Linked DNA regions of Mus musculus: region 2 is linked to region 1. The links are chromatin contacts, called in public Hi-C maps. All regions are on one chromosome and are shown on one strand. The core of a region is the stretch at or near the end of the contact, and the rest is flanking DNA. Distances in the headings are between cores, read along the strand shown.

What was found. A called contact is a pair of places that touch in the nucleus more often than the background predicts.
Region 2: a contact with region 1 is called in a Hi-C map of muscle stem cells, with 1.7 times the contacts expected there. The contact joins two enhancer-like sites. A contact is called at or near these places in 2 of 15 datasets of contacts at CTCF or cohesin (the NIH/3T3 cell line and large pre-B cells), 15 of 484 Hi-C or Micro-C datasets (B cells, CD4 T cells, bone marrow-derived macrophages and 8 more), 4 of 115 datasets of contacts at active chromatin or transcription factors (double positive thymocytes, embryonic stem cells and stem cell-derived neural progenitor cells) and 1 of 9 other capture datasets (embryonic stem cells).

The regions. Positions count from the first base shown.
Region 1 is chr3:121,311,135-121,318,707 of GRCm38.p6, reverse strand. All of the region lies in intron 2 of Alg14 (asparagine-linked glycosylation 14), which reads right to left. Among named protein-coding and RNA genes, the nearest start is that of Alg14, 23 kb to the right of the region's middle. Within about 2 kb of position 4,342, at least 20 of the 459 cell types and tissues checked have an H3K27ac peak or open chromatin away from gene starts, as enhancers often do. A contact at or near this core is called in muscle stem cells, where this site is marked.
Region 2 is chr3:121,389,923-121,397,495 of GRCm38.p6, reverse strand. Gm40134 (a long non-coding RNA gene) reads right to left here. Exons shown (of 2, transcript XR_867596.1): 2 at 4,756-4,910. Among named protein-coding and RNA genes, the nearest start is that of Gm40134, 4.4 kb to the right of the region's middle. Within about 2 kb of position 1,710, at least 32 of the 459 cell types and tissues checked have an H3K27ac peak or open chromatin away from gene starts, as enhancers often do. A contact at or near this core is called in muscle stem cells, where this site is marked.

The DNA.
Region 1 (7,573 bases), core at 3,093-5,592:
CCCACCCCATCACTGTGGAGTCCCTCCAAACACCACATGTCCTCGAAGTATCTTGCCTCAGCATGAGTGTCTGTCTCAAACAGCTCGAGTCTGAAGAAGAGACAAAAACCCATGGGCATGCCACCATTACTCTTTTGGTGCATTTCTCTCTATGGAGTCCCAACAGATGCAGCTCAACTATGAAGTGTAAGACAGACCAATACATGCGTGTTGTTAGCAAAGGATCCCTCATCACATGCCCTCTCATGTGCTTGCTTTAGCAGACAGAACATCCTTTCTCCTGGGTCTGCTTCAGCTAAATGCTCCTTCACGAGTCTGCCTTAGCCTTTCACCTGTGTTCACTTCAGGAAAACACTTCTTCCCATGTTAGTCCCAGCAAAACACCATCCAAACACAACTGACTCTCCAAAGAACCCTTAAATTTTCACTTCAAATAGGACGTATCCCGAGTTAGTTTCCTGCAGAGAAATAAAGATTTATGTTGGGTCTGGCAGATCCGCAGGGAGAGAGGGGTTAGTCCCCCCATATATCTTTCCAGAAACCTCATTCCATAGTCCTATAGCTATTTGTTGATCCCAAATGTCTCTGCTACTCCCTGGCTCAAGTCATCCCCCTCTTTCACCTTGGCTGCTACTCCTAACAGCCTCATAATGGTCTCTTTCCTTCTTTTATCCTGATGTAATTTATTCTCTACAGAATCACCAAGACTCATCTTTTGATAACAGAAAGCAGATCCTTTCTTTCTCCTGCATCAAATCCCCCACAGACTTCCCTACACTTGGGATAAGGTCCAAGCTCCCTGCAGTTGCTCCCAGGCTCCCATATAATCTGGTACCAGTCTGTCGCTAATCCCACTGTGCTCGCTCAGCAAGCCACAGTCTGTATGTGTCACACTTCTTTCTGAAGACCTCCTCTTCTGCTCCATCTCACCCTGTCATCCCTGTCCCCAGACAGTCTCACAGTTAGCCTGCCTCATCCTTCAGATCAGTTCCCAGCTGAACAGTATCTGCTCAGGGGACAGACAGCGCCCCTCCACCAATATTCTGCTTTACGCTCTTCACAGCAATTATTGGTACCAACTTAACCTGTTGATTTATGTATTTGATTTTCTGCCTCTTTCACCAGAATACAACTTGAGAGAATTTTATTTTTTTCTACCGCTGTAATACTAGAGCCTAGTCTGGTATCTCCCAAATTTTAATCTTGGTAAACATTTAGCATATTATTGCAGTGGCCATGGTGTGTCCAGAGGACAGTGTTCTACCATGCACACAGGAAACTGTCGTTCCAGTTTCTCCATGTTCAGTCTGTGCTCTATGCTCAAGATGGTGAGGCGGAGGACTCTGACTCTTCATGATTATCCTAGGGCTGAAGAGACGAACAACTGGAAACTCTTCACTTCACAGTTGAGGAATGTCCCTTCCTCAAGGTGACAGTGTCAGGACCTGGGCCCGGGCTTTCCAGATACCCTGATATATGTGGAATGGTCCTTTGTACCGGTGTTTCTTGGATCCCTGTGCCTTGCTGAGGAGATGTTAGAAACACCTCCTGCTATACCATCTATCATCCTAATGCACAGCCTAGCCAGTTTCCTTTTCTTGTTGCTGTTGTTGGTAGTGTTGTTGTTGTTGGTGGTGGTGGTGGTAATGCTGCTGCTCCTGCTGCTCCTCCTCCTCTTCTTCTCTTTCTCCTTCGATTTTTGAGACAGGGTTTCTCTGTGTAGCTCTGGCTGTCCTGGAATGTACTCTGTAGACCAGGCTGGCCTCCAATTCACAGATCTCCTTACCTTAGTCCCTCTCCCCATCCCCCCACTCCCATCCCCCGAGTTCTGGGACTAAAGGTATACACCACTCAGGTTCTTTGTTTTTCAACTCACTTTATAGTTATATACTGATGGTCAAAAGCCCACAGATCTCTCAATCTCCCCACCTCCCCCTCCCCCTCTCTCCCCACTCCCCTCTCAGAACTCTGCTCTCCTGTATCTTTGTCCTGTGTTAGTTCTGCCCTATTGGTTGAATTCACCAGTCCCATCGACCACTGTCAGCAGTGACAGGCTCCACCCTCAGACCTCCAAGGCTTTGGGTGGAAATGCAGAATAAGAACACAGGACATAGGATCTTGAAATCTTCAGATTTTGTTGACTTTCAGGCCCCAGCTTCTTCAAGAAAGTCCTGCGATTTTGGTGTTGCTCCAGCCTGGCAGCCAGTGGCTGTGAGGATCTGAGAAAGGGGTCTCTTAGGTGTCTCATTTCTCTTTGTATAGTTCGCTGTGTACACTCCTGTGATGGTTTGTATACACTTGGCTCAGGGAGTAGCACTATTAGATGGTGTAGCCCTGTTGGAGTAGGTGTGACCTTGTTGGAGTAGGTGTGTCACTGTGGGCATGGGCTTAGGACCCTCACCCTAGCTGCCTGGAAGTCAGCTAGCAGCCTTCAGATAAAGATGTAGAACTCTCAGCATCTCTTGCATCATGCCTGTCTGGATGCTGCCATGCTTCTGCCTTGATGAATGAGCTGAACTCTGAACCTTTAAGCCAGCTCCAATTACATGTTGTTCTTCTAAGAGTTGCTTTGGTCATGGTGTCTGTTCACAGCAGTAAAACCCTAACTAAGACAAATCCCGAATATGGAAATGCTATGAAATATAATCCGCCCACTTTTACACTGTCAGCCAAGGAAATGAGGCTTGTTCTCTCTCTACCACACAGGAACAAAAAGCATACATCAGCAAAACACTGTGTTTGAGCCTCCTAACTGAAGGGCAGGACTCTCCAGAGGACCCACCCCCCCATCCCCCATCCCTGCATGGTTCTCTACCCATCTCAACCAACGTACGATCAAATGTGAGTGGTGTGATGGTAGGAGATGCTGAGGTGTAAAACCTTCAAGTGGAGAAGTGCATTTTTTGTTCTTTCAGGTTTCTAGTTTGCCTGAAATGACGTGAAATCCAGAGTCGAACACTGGTGGTAATGACAACTTTGAACAGTCACAGTATGTTCCAGAACTGCATCACTGCCAAGACCCACAAACAGATCTGGCTTCAGATTTGTGAAAACTAAATAGAAGCTTACAGTGATTTAGATGGAAAATAATTCCACCAAAGAATCCAGATGGTATCATAAACCACAAGAGAGCAGACGGAGTGGCTATGAGGTCACTTCTTCTTGTTACCACACACCGAAACGTACAACACACTTACTATTAAATGGATGCCGCACTGGGGCAAAACCCTAGAGACAAGATGAACACTGAAGTAACCAAATTTCACTCAACTAAGCTTTCACCTTTCTTTCATAATATTTAAAAGCAATGTCCTCTTTCTTCCTATATATAGGTGCATGTGTATATAAATAGACATGATGGTTGAATGGATCATTTGAAAGTTAAGACATCCACAATTTACCACAAGACAATTTTCATATACTTGCCCTTCAAATGCTTGTTTATCTCATGGGAGCTGACGTGTCAAGGAGTGACATGAACGAGCGAGCTGTGGTAGAGTGAGCCTGCTGCCACCCAGCTGCCCCCTCTAGCAAACCAGCCTGTGGAGACCTTCATCTCCCATTGTGAAGCAAGAGCACAGGACTCTCCTCAGGGATCTTTAGCTTGTTTCAATGACCTCTCGACTCAGGTGTGAGGACTCTTGGCTTACATGTGTAGCCCTTGCTATGCAGCCAAGACCAGCCTTGAACTTGAAGTGATTTTCCTGCTCAGGCATCCCACACACCAGGATTATAGGCTCCACCACAGGCAATTATCCAGCCTGACATGTTAGGACTCCAGCTTCCCTTGAGAAGACCCTTCCTGGCCATGGAGAAAATTTTTCCAGAGATTATTATTGAATTATGACCCAAAGACTCTAAGCCATCTACAGTGAACTGTCATGTTCTTCCTGCAACTTTTTGGCTCCTTCTTTTGACAATATCAGTCTTCCTTTGGCTAAGTCATCCTTCCGGCTGGTTTTGGTGGCATTCACTCCATCTCATTTATCCCCAACCAATGCCCCAAATAGGCTTGGAATAGCTTCAGCTTTGCAGAGTATATATTCCTAATGGATGTTGGATGGTTTAAGCAATCATTCGGAAATCAAAAATGACCATAATTTTCCTATATAAGAAAGTGGCCACTCCTGACTCCTAAGATTGGCTAAAGTAGATGAGCGCACACATAACTCAGTAGAGACCACGAGGCTGATGTTTGCCATGGCTTCTGGGAAACCTCCTTTCTGTCTGTAAGTTGTAAGAGACCTAGCCTTTCCTCACACAACCAGTACAAACTGTGAAGCCTGGGGTTCGCTCCCTTAACAGCAGGGCTTAAGGCAGCACCATGAGGAGCCATGTGCAACTGTAGGAGACAGGGCCAGGAGACGTCCCTGGGCAGCTGCACTGAGTCGGGCCAGAGGCAAGACTACATTTTTTTTTCTGTTATGTTAAGTTGCCAGATTCCTCTTTTTTTTTTTTTTTTTTTTTTTGGTATAAGCAACTGTTTATGACCCCGGCTTTCAGAACTGTACTTACGAGTGGAGATTCATTAGCTCATCATTCATTAAACAAGCAATGAGCACTTCCCAGGCGACAAGAACTGGGGGTGGATAAGACACTTAGAGGGAACCCACTACAGTCCTGAAGGGAAAGTCACGGAAACCATCAAAAAAAATCAAAGGCAAGTACCACATGAGACATAACTAACTTGCTAGTCACCAAGTAAGAAACAATGAACTACATCTTCATCACTCAGGTCTCCTGCAGGAGATGCATGAGCTGGCTCACAATGGATAAAAAATAGATGATGGGTCCTGAGGCAGAGGGGGTCTGAGAGAACAGGGAGGATGTGGGGAGCTATATTTTGACACAGAAGAAACAAGATAGAAAGCAGGACGCGTGGCGTTAGAGGGATGAAGCTTTTAAAGCCAGGCTAGAAAGCACATCCTGGAGTCCAAAGGAATGAGACACTGGCCATTGTTATGAGGGGACTGTGATCAGATCTGCACCCAAGAAATACCACGCTGACAACTAGGAGGAAAAGCAGATGCGGGAAGGAGCGGAGGAGGGAATGCTGGGAGACAGCACACACCTACCAGGGTAATGATGCTGTCAGTTAAGGTGGAGGAGTGGCGAGTAAACAATGGGGAAAAGGGGCTCAGAGGTGGGGCGCGAGCTCTGCTCTTGTTTCCAGCTGGAGGGATGGTATTGTCACACTCTAAGAAGAGGACAAGAAGGGACAAGAAGCTCAGGGCATACCCTGTACTCACTGTGGTCTACTTGTTTGTTTATTGAGTAGTACTATGGAAAGCTTCACGCATGCTGGGCAAGGACTGCACCATTCAGAGAGAGAGAGAGAGAGAGAGAGAGAGAGAGAGAGAGAGAGAGAGAGAGAGAGAGAGAGAGAGCATGTGCACACCGTGAAGCCAGAGTAGGAAGGGGCCGTCACCCATCACTCCTCTTTATTGCCTTAAGACAGTCTTTCCCCAAACCAGACAGAGTTTTGGCTAGGCCGGCTGGCCAGTAAGCTTTCAGGCTCTCCCTGCCTTTGCCTCCCCTCCCTCTGTGCTGAGGTTACAGGTGTGCAGCGTCGCGCTCAGCTTTCCGCACAGGTGCTGGGGACTCAAGCTCGGGTCCTACGCTTGCAGAGCAGGAACCTCTGTCCACCTCTACCCCACCTCTTTGGAGACAGGATCTCACAGGCAGTTCTGGTTGGGTTTGAACTTGCTCTTTCCTACCTCAGGTTCCCACATAGCTGGGATTACAGGCCCTTGCCACAAGGGCCGGCTGCAGATTGGTTTTGAGCATAATTTAGTGAAGCAGTGAAATTCTCCAATTACAAACTATCAGTGTTAAAAAATATATATATTTTAGAGACTGTCACTATGGCTCAGGGAGTATAATGGGCTGGCAAGATGCTTCAGAAGGTAAAGATGCTGTTTATCAAGCTTCGTTCCCATGACCCACATACTGAAGGAGAATCATTTCCTGTAAGTTACCCCCTGACCTCCACACATGTGCACATCCACACATCTATACACCCACAAAACAAAATCAGGAAACACACACGCATTTAGGTGTGTCATGGGGTAGCAGGAGGCTCTGTTTCTGGAACGAGGGCAACGGGCTGACCCAGTAGGTGGGTGTAGAGAGCAACTGGTGATGAAGGAGGCCAAGACTCAGAACTTAGATTCTGCCACACCCGGGAGAGGCACGGCCCAGAGACACAGCCTCACTTAGAGCTGACAAGTCAGCCTTGAGAGGCAGCTGTGGATCCCTGGTGGCTAGCTGAGGATCCCTGATTATCTAGGCCTCCATGTTTCACTAAAGAAGACAGAGGCCTAGGGAGGTTGGTCTGGAGTGAGGAGCTCTCCTCCCTCCCTCATGCAGTCAGCTGCCATCAGGCGAGCACTGACCAGGCACCTGGAGGATCCACGAACACCCTTTGCACCTATGTGTCAGGCTCACTTCCCTGCCGACCTATGCGGTCCCCAGTTCATCCTGCCTAAAACCGGAAGTGAATAATCACACGGCCTTGCTACTTAGAGAAATGAGAATCATGCAATCCCTTGTGTGGCTGTGTTATCAGGCTTCCGATGCATTTCCCAGGCCTAATAGCTATGGAAAGAGCATCCAAGGAAGAGTTCAAAGGAAGGAGACAGGGACTCCCAGTGAGCTACATATTGATTCATGGCAACAGAAAGATATCGTAAGTCTGGGTATGGTGCTATAGAATATTTGGCAATAAGTACATATTTTCTTACTCAGATAGTTTGCCCATTTCATCTTATTCTACTCTGAGTCGAGGCATCTGACTTTTTACTGGGTAGAGGTATTTTTACTTTTATGTAGACCTGGGTATAGTTAATTGTCTTAGTCAGGGTTTCTATTTCTGCACAAACATCATGACCAAGAAGCAAGTTGGGGAGGAAAGGGTTTATTCAGCTTACACTTCCACATTGCTGTTCATCACCAAAGGAAGTCAGGACTGGAACTCAAGCAGGTCAGGGAGCAGGAGCTGATGCAGAGGCCATGGAGGGATGTTCTTTACTGGCTTGCCTCCCCTGGCTTGCTCAGCCTGCTCTCTTATAGAACCCAAGACTACCAGCCCAGAGATGGCACCACCCACAAGGGGTCTTTCCCCCTTGATCACTAATTGAGAAAATGCCTTACAGTTGGATCTCAAGGAGGCATTTCCTCAACTGAAGCTCCTTTCTCTGTGATAACTCCAGCTGTGTCAAGTTGACACAAAACTAGCCGGTACAGTTAATGTTACGTTTTTACAAAAAGACCAGGAATATGTTTTGTAGAGTGTGGTATGCTGAGGTGAGAGAGGTGCCTCAGTGGGCTCTCTGAGGCATCCCTTCCCCCTGTGGTACCAGCAATATGATGGGTATGGTGTAGAACAGAGTTTATTTAAGGCATGGGAAGGGGAGTTGAGAAGGGAAGAGAGAGAGAGAGAGAGAGAGAGAGAGAGAAGGAAGAAGAGGAGGAAGAAAAGGAGGAGGAGGAGGAGGAAGAGGAGGAGGAGAGACCAGCTAGGAACATGTGGGAAAAGGGGGGGGGAGGGGGAAGGGGAGAGAGGAAGAAAGGG
Region 2 (7,573 bases), core at 461-2,960, 81 kb before region 1:
CTTCTCTCTCACCGAAGTGCCATTTTCCAGCATAGCACTGTTGGTCATCTCTGTGTGCTCTGCAGAGCTGGACCTGGTGTGGGTGCTCAGTGTGTGTGTATAAAACCAAGTCTTCAGTTAGGCAGGGTTATAAACAGTGCAGTAGGCTTATTGTCAGAAACAGCCAAAAAATTGTAAAACAAGCAGACTGTAGATCCAAGATAGCTGAACTTTGATGTGGGATACACTAGGATTAGGACACATGCACGCTCGTACACACACACACACACACACACACACCATCTTTGTAAGCAGCCCCAGCTGGTCTGTTAAGCTGCATGGTTCTGGGTGTGGAGTGTCAGACTAGCTTAAAGACGTGATTACATCCTGGAATGCAAAAGGAACCATCAAGTTCCCTCCCCACAGGAATATTCTAGAAAGCCACAATGTTGGTACCGAGAGAGATGAGTCTCGAGAAGACCAGCCTCTAACACGCTTCCTTGTGGATCTTTGTCGTCTTCCTCGCTGATGCCTGGGTTCTTCATGTTTTGCTTTATGCCTTCTTCCCGTAACTGTATTCATGGCTGAGCCTTCTGGCATTGATTAGAGCAACTATTTTGTTCTTTTGCTATGAATTTGTTTGGGTTTTCCCCAGATTGCCATCTTGGGGAAAGAACAGTGCCGGAGCAGTGTGTGTTTGGGGGGTGGGGTGGGTGGGGGGGTGGAGAAGCCTTTCCCACACGTTTAGCTGAGCTTGCCCGGGCTGGGAGCTCATCTGTTAGCATCTCACTACATACAACCCTGCTGTTTTCCAGGCTCTCTTGGACAGCGAGGATGAGTAATTTGCATATTACCTATCCTAGGCCTATATAAGCAGCACCAGTTCTGGGCTTGGGGTCTCTTCGCCTCTGCAATCAAGCTCTCCCAATAAACGTGTGCAGAAGGATCCTGTTGCAGCGTCGTTCTTGCTGGCCAGTCTGGCGCGTGCAAGAACCTACCATCCCAGGTCTCTTCTTGGCTTCTTCTGATATTTTGTCCCTTCTCTTCTTGACTGGCAATAAGTCATACCCCTTTTTATTTGTGTTGCAAAATGTAGTTTCTTTTGCTGGCTTTCCTTCCTTTGCCAGTCCTTAAACATTAGTGATCCCAAGGGTCTTGTCTTCTGGCCTTTGGCTCTTGCAGTTTCTTACTCCCTGGGTGGTCCTGGACAGGTCAGTCTATCCTCAGCATTTATGACTCCATCCTGACAGGTTCGAATGCATGTATTTCCCTACCCACTGGCCATCTCTCCAGGGATGTCCTCAAAGGCTCCAGATGTCTAGCACATCCTTATAGAACTCACTGTGGAGTCCCACGAACTGTGATGGATGGCAGTCATTTCACGCCTCTTTACTCCCCCACCCCGCCCCTATTCTCACTGTTGAGACAGTTCTACATAGCTCAGGCTGGCTAGGAACTCACTATGTAGCCCAGTCTAACTTGACATGATCCTCCTTGCGATGACACGCTTGTGGCACGGTGCCTAGTTTCTCTCTCACTTTCCAACACATCCGGTTGATTTCTGTGTTGTGGCAGTTATCCACTCCTGGATAATGGACCAACCCCAACAACTCATCTCTTATGACCTCATCGCTAGCTGAGCATTCGTTTATGGGTTTCTCCCAGGCTCATTCATGTGGCTCATCAAACAGTATCAAGTGGGGCTAGGATGCCCACAAGGCTTCGCTCAGATGCCTGGCCACGGATGCAGGGTCAACACAGAGAGCTTCGGTTCTCCACAGCACAGTGACTCATCCTCTGTAGGACAGCCTGGCTGTCTTAAGCTGATTCTCGGGGCAGCTTTCCAAATCATCAAAGGTAGAAGGTGCCACGCTTGTTTAACTTCCGCCTCAGAACTCATAGGTGACACCCTGCTGCAATTTATTTATTCCTAATTAATTAATTAATTTATTTATCCCAGGTTAGCCTCAAATTTACTGTGTAGCTGAGGATGGATAATCCTGAACTTCTCATTCTCATGCTTCCACCTCCCAAGTGCTGGGCTAAAGTTTTGTTCAACCATGTTTACTTTATACATATGGAGGATCCAAACCAGGGCTTTGTTCATGCTAGACAGGCACTGTGGCAACCCAACTACCTCCCCAGCCATAGTTTTATTTGTCAAGCTAAATTACAAGATCAGTACAAACTTAAAGATGTGGGAAAATGGACCCCATGCCTCAATTGAGAAGCAGTGAGGTCACATGTGCAAAGAAGCACACGTATCATACATGTGCACAGATCATACAAACAAGTGGGGACCGGAGGGGCTTTGTCCACATTAAGCAGATTGCCACATTGCCATATCAGGGCCTGTGGAATTTGTTCTCTATCAAGGCCTGTCACAGTCTTGTAGTGTGACATACATGATAGGCCAATTTGAGGTAGGCAGCCCAGTGAGGCATTTGCTTGAGAAGGCCAGGCAAGAAGGCAGAGGGCATGGAGCAGGGAAGAGGTATGGGGTTATCATGGAAGGATGAACACCAGATGTTTCCGAAGGGGAGCTTAGAGAGTTAAGTGCTCACCACGTGCCTGGTACCAGTATCAGCAGCCCAGAGAGATGTGCTCAGTTAGCTGGAAAATACCATCTAGCAATGGCAAGCAACTCAGGATTTGTCCCACAAGGAATTTCTTTCTTTCCCTCTTCTTTCTTGTTTGTTTTCACATTGAAATTTCTTTCTCTTCTTTTCTCTTCTCTTCTTTCCTTTCGTTTCCTTTCCTTTCCCCTCTCTCTTCTTTTTTCTTTTCTCTCTCTCTTCCTTCCCTCCTTCCCTCCCTCCTTCCTTCCTTCCTTCCTTCCTTCCTTCCTTTCTCTCTCTCTCTCTTTCTCTCTCTCTTCTTTTCTTTCATTTTTTTGTAATGCTGAATGGCCTGGAAACCACTCTATAGCCAAGGCTGACTCAGTCTCCTAAATGCTGGGCTTATAGGTATGTGTGCTACCATCCCCTGTAAGGCATTTCAGAGCTTTGAGAGGAGAAAAATCAAGGAGGCCTTTCCTTGGCCTGATGGTAGGATTTCTTTCTGATAGTGGGCCCATTCTAAAACGTCAGATGTCTTCTCCCATTCTACACACACACACACACACACACACACACACACACACACACACACCTGCCCAGGGGCATCTGCTCCAGCACTTCCCTTCAGGCACTGTCTAAGAAGCTCGCCTTTTCCTGTTGGGCTTGAAAGCTAATGGGGTTGCAAGGTTGTAGCTGCCTGTTGGCCCCTGTGACACTGCCCAACTCGCCCTAAAACACTGTGCAGGCTGTCAGAAAGGCAGGTGATCTATATATGCTTTTTGTTCCTGGATCTAGCTGTGACTAGAATGAATGCATCCCAGATTTCCAGAGGCAGGAAGATGTTTATGAGTTTGAGGCCAGCCTGGTCTACAGAGTGAGTTCCAGGACAGCCAAGAGCTACAAAGAAAAACCCTGTCTCAAACAACAACAACAACAACAACTAAAGCAAACCAAATAAATAAATAAATAAATAATAAACAAACAAAAATCAACCAGGAGACCAAATGGCAGGTTCTGAATATCCTAGCTTCTTGCTTTCAGTGTCCCTTCAAACCTTTCCCCCAACACTTCTGTGAATTCTTCCAAATATTACTGTTGTCATTACAAAAAGCTTCCAAGGATTTCTGTTGTTTACAATGCATTTTAATCCGATTAAAATGAAATCCGTTTATTTGGCCTTTTTTAAAAAAGTGTTTTTCTAGCGTCTTCTCTAGTCAGACTGATTGGTTAACTGAACTGTAAATACTGTCTGTTTTCCGGCTCTTTCTTCTTTTCCTACCTTGAAATGTCCTCCTATTCCACCCCCACCCCCCATGGAAACCACACTTACAGTCCCAATTCACATACACGTCTGTGTATGTGCTCTAAAAAAAGGACAACTCCAGAGGTCTTTTCTCTTCTGAACACCCTGCTACTCAACCATGCAATGCACCCTGCTTTTTTCATGCATAAGAACGGGACGGGGGGGGGGGCAGTGGCTGGAGAGATGGCTCAGTGGTTAAGCGCACCGACTGCTCTTCCAAAGGTCCTAAGTTCAAATCCCAGCACGCACATGGTGGCTCACAACCATCCATAATGAGATTTGACGCCCTCTTCTGGTGCATCTGAAGACAGCTACAGTGTACTTAGATATAATAATAAATAAATCTTAAAAAAAAAAAAAAAGCTGGGGGAGGTGGCACATGCCTTTAATCCCAGCACTCAGGAGGCAGAGGCAGGCGTATTTCTGAGTTTGAGGCCAGCCTGGTCTACAAAGTGAGTTCCAGGACAGCCAGAGCTACACAGAGAAACCCTGTCTCAAAAAACAAAAAACCAAACAAAACAACAACAACAACAAGAATGTGTCAGCTTCTGTAACTACTTAACTTTTTGTCTTAACTCTGCTTTCCTTGCCAAGACTAAAGTCTATGAAAGATTTAATGACGTGAAGCCAGATACTCGAGGCCTTAGCCTGTATTTCATTGCTATAACCCATGCATGTTGCCATAGCAATACCCCAGGCTAGGTAACTCACAGAAAAAACAAGTTTAGTTGGCTGTGGTGGTGCTTGCCCATCTTGGCTACTCAGGAGGCTGAGGCTGGTGGATCACAAACCCAAGGCCAACAACCCTAGGACACTTAGTGAGACCTCTGTCTCTAAAATAAAGTAAGATAAGTCAGGGTGTGTGGCTTAGTGATAGAATACTTGACTGACATGCGCAAGGCTCTAGCCTCAGTATCACAAAGGAATAAGAAAATAATTTATTTACTCATAGTTCTGGAGACTTGGTAGTCAAGACTGTGGTACTGACATTTGGGGAGGGCCTCCCTGCATGTGTTGAGATGGAAGATGGGGGGGACGAGTAGGGTCTTCCTGCTTCATCCCGGCAGAGACTGAAAGACATCAGAAGGAACAAAGGAGCTGTCTTAGTCTGGGTTTCAATTCCTGCACAAACATCATGACCAAGAAGCAAGTTGGGGAGGAAAGGGTTTATTCAGCTCACACTTCCCACTTTGCTATTCATCACCAAAGGAAGTCAAGACTGGAACTCAAGCAGGCCAAGAAACAGGGGCTGATTGATGCAGTGGCCTTGGAGGGATGTTACTTACTGGCTTGCTTCCCCTGGCTTGCTCAGCTTGCTTTCTTATAGAGACCAAGACTACCAGCCCAGGGATGGCACCACCCACAAGGGGCCCTCCACCCTCGATCACTAATTGAGAAAATGCCTTACAGCTGGATCTCATGGAGGCATTTCCTCAACTGAGGCTCCTTTCTCTGTGATAACTCCAGCTTGTGTCAGGTTGACACACAAAACCAGCCAGTACAAGGGCTGACTTGGTCACAAACCTGCTCTGCAATGATGACAAAAGCCACCTGGGGGACTGACCCCCACATAATCTAACACGTCATACTCTTAAGACCCAAGCCCCAGGGCGGGAGAGATGGCTCTGTGGTTAAAAGCACTGTGCTCTTTTAGAGGATCCAGGATTCCTAGGGCCTATAAAGACAGAATTAGAAGCCAATGGAGTAAGTTTTCTGAAAAAACAACACAAGAAAGTGAATATTTATGAAACTGTGTAGACGATCAAAGTCTTGCTTTTCCCTGCAGCAAAAATCAGGTTCAGGGACCCAGAAGGACATCTGTTGTTTTCAGATTTTTCAACTCATTAGGTGAGGCAGGTCCATCTCATGGTCTTGTGATGTATCTCCAGCTGTCCAAGTACTCACCGCATAGTTCAGATGGGCCTGAACTTGTAGCAATCCCCCTGCTTCTATCCACAATGCTCAGATTACACACATGTAACACCACCCTACCAGGCAGGATCTTCAGTCCTTAAGGCCTATTTGATTCTTTAAAATAGTCCTGTGAAGGCTGCCCCAGCATTGAGGAATGCTAGCACAGTGAGGCTGGTGTGGATGGGTGGGTGGGTGGGAGAGCACCCACATAGAAGCCGGGGTGGGGGTGGGGGAGGGGCTGGAGAGATGGCTCAGAGGGTTAGAGCACTGACTGCTTTTCCGGAGGCCCTGAGTTCAAATTCCAGCAACAACATGGTGGCTCACAACCATCTGTACAGCTACAGTGTACTCGCATACATAAAATAAATAAATAAATCTTAAAAAGAAGAAGAAGCAGAAGCAGGGAGGGGGTTGGATGGGGGGGTCTGCGGAGGGGAAACTGTGAAGGAGGATAACATGTGAAATGTAAATAAAATAACCAATAAAAAATTAAAAAGGAAAAGAAAAAGACAAAACCTCAATGTGCCTTTCCTTTAGATTGTAATAATACGCGTGAAGGGACCTGTGACAGAGACATGCAAGGATAAAAACTCCTCTGTGATGTTGGGATGGGATGGTCTAGCAGCTCAGTGGTCTGTGTCTGTTGCCAAGTTCCCATGTATCTCTCCCTGACTGCAGGAGAAGGGGAGGGCAGGCAGGACACAAGGGAGGAAGCCTACTGCCTTGCTGACTGGCCAAGGATCTCCGCCAAGGCCGGAACTCCTGTACTCCCTGACTATAGGGAAAGCGCCCCTTCCTCCCCACCAGCCCCTCCTCCTCCTCCCTCCATCTCCCACCCCCACCCCTGCACACAGTCCCCTTCACTCCGTACCCAACTTGGCTGGTAACAGTTATATGTAGACCTTCTGGAGGCAGATCCCAGAGGTGGAAACAGCTGTTGGGCTCTCACGCCCCCATGTGAAGTGAGTCACTTAATCTGAACCGCATCCAGCTAGGTTGAGCTTCTAGCCCACCCGCCCCTCAACGTCTTTCCCACCTCAAAGAAGTCCAAAGGGAGACTTCTTGCCCTCACAATATGATGTAGATCTCGGTCCATTTATCACACTGGGAAGTTTGTATTGAAGTCTGAGGTCTATTTTTTTTGGGGGGGGGGGGGTTGGGTCGAAAGATTATGTTCTGGATAAACTGCAATCCCAAGATCCAAGTTTAGCAGTCCTCGCTCCCAAATTTTACTTTTCCCTTCACTGGCGGAACCTCAAAGGCTTAGCCTGGGGGAGGGTGGGATTTCCACTCTTGTTATATAAACAAGGACGTGAAGGAGGCCTCTGTGCTAGCAGGACTCCGAGCATGAAATGATGTGAGTCTAAGCAAGCGTTTAAATCACTTGACTGGGATGAAGCGTGAAAAAGCTTGCTTTTTCATACCCACTGGGTCTGAGCTGCACGGTGCATTTCGGGCCTTGGGGGTTATCACTATAACGACACCAGTCCATGCACGGGGTTTCCCAAGGGCTCCAGCTAGTAAACAACAATAACAGCAGCTCACGTTTCTGTCTGTGCTCCTGGCACCGTGTCAGGGCTTCAGTGGGTTTCTGTAATTAGATGGATTGCTCTAGTTTTACTGCAGGGATCACCGAGACCTAGCTAAAAAAAAAAAAAAAAGTAAGTGAGGACTCAGCCGGAAGCAGAGGCGGCAGGAGTCACATCCTAGGCTCTGGATTGGACAAAGCACTTTACCATCAACTCTCCAGGAAAGTGAAGGAAATCAAATCTGCTTTAAACCTCTGGAGATGCGCTGTGCAAGGGAGCCTGGCGAATCA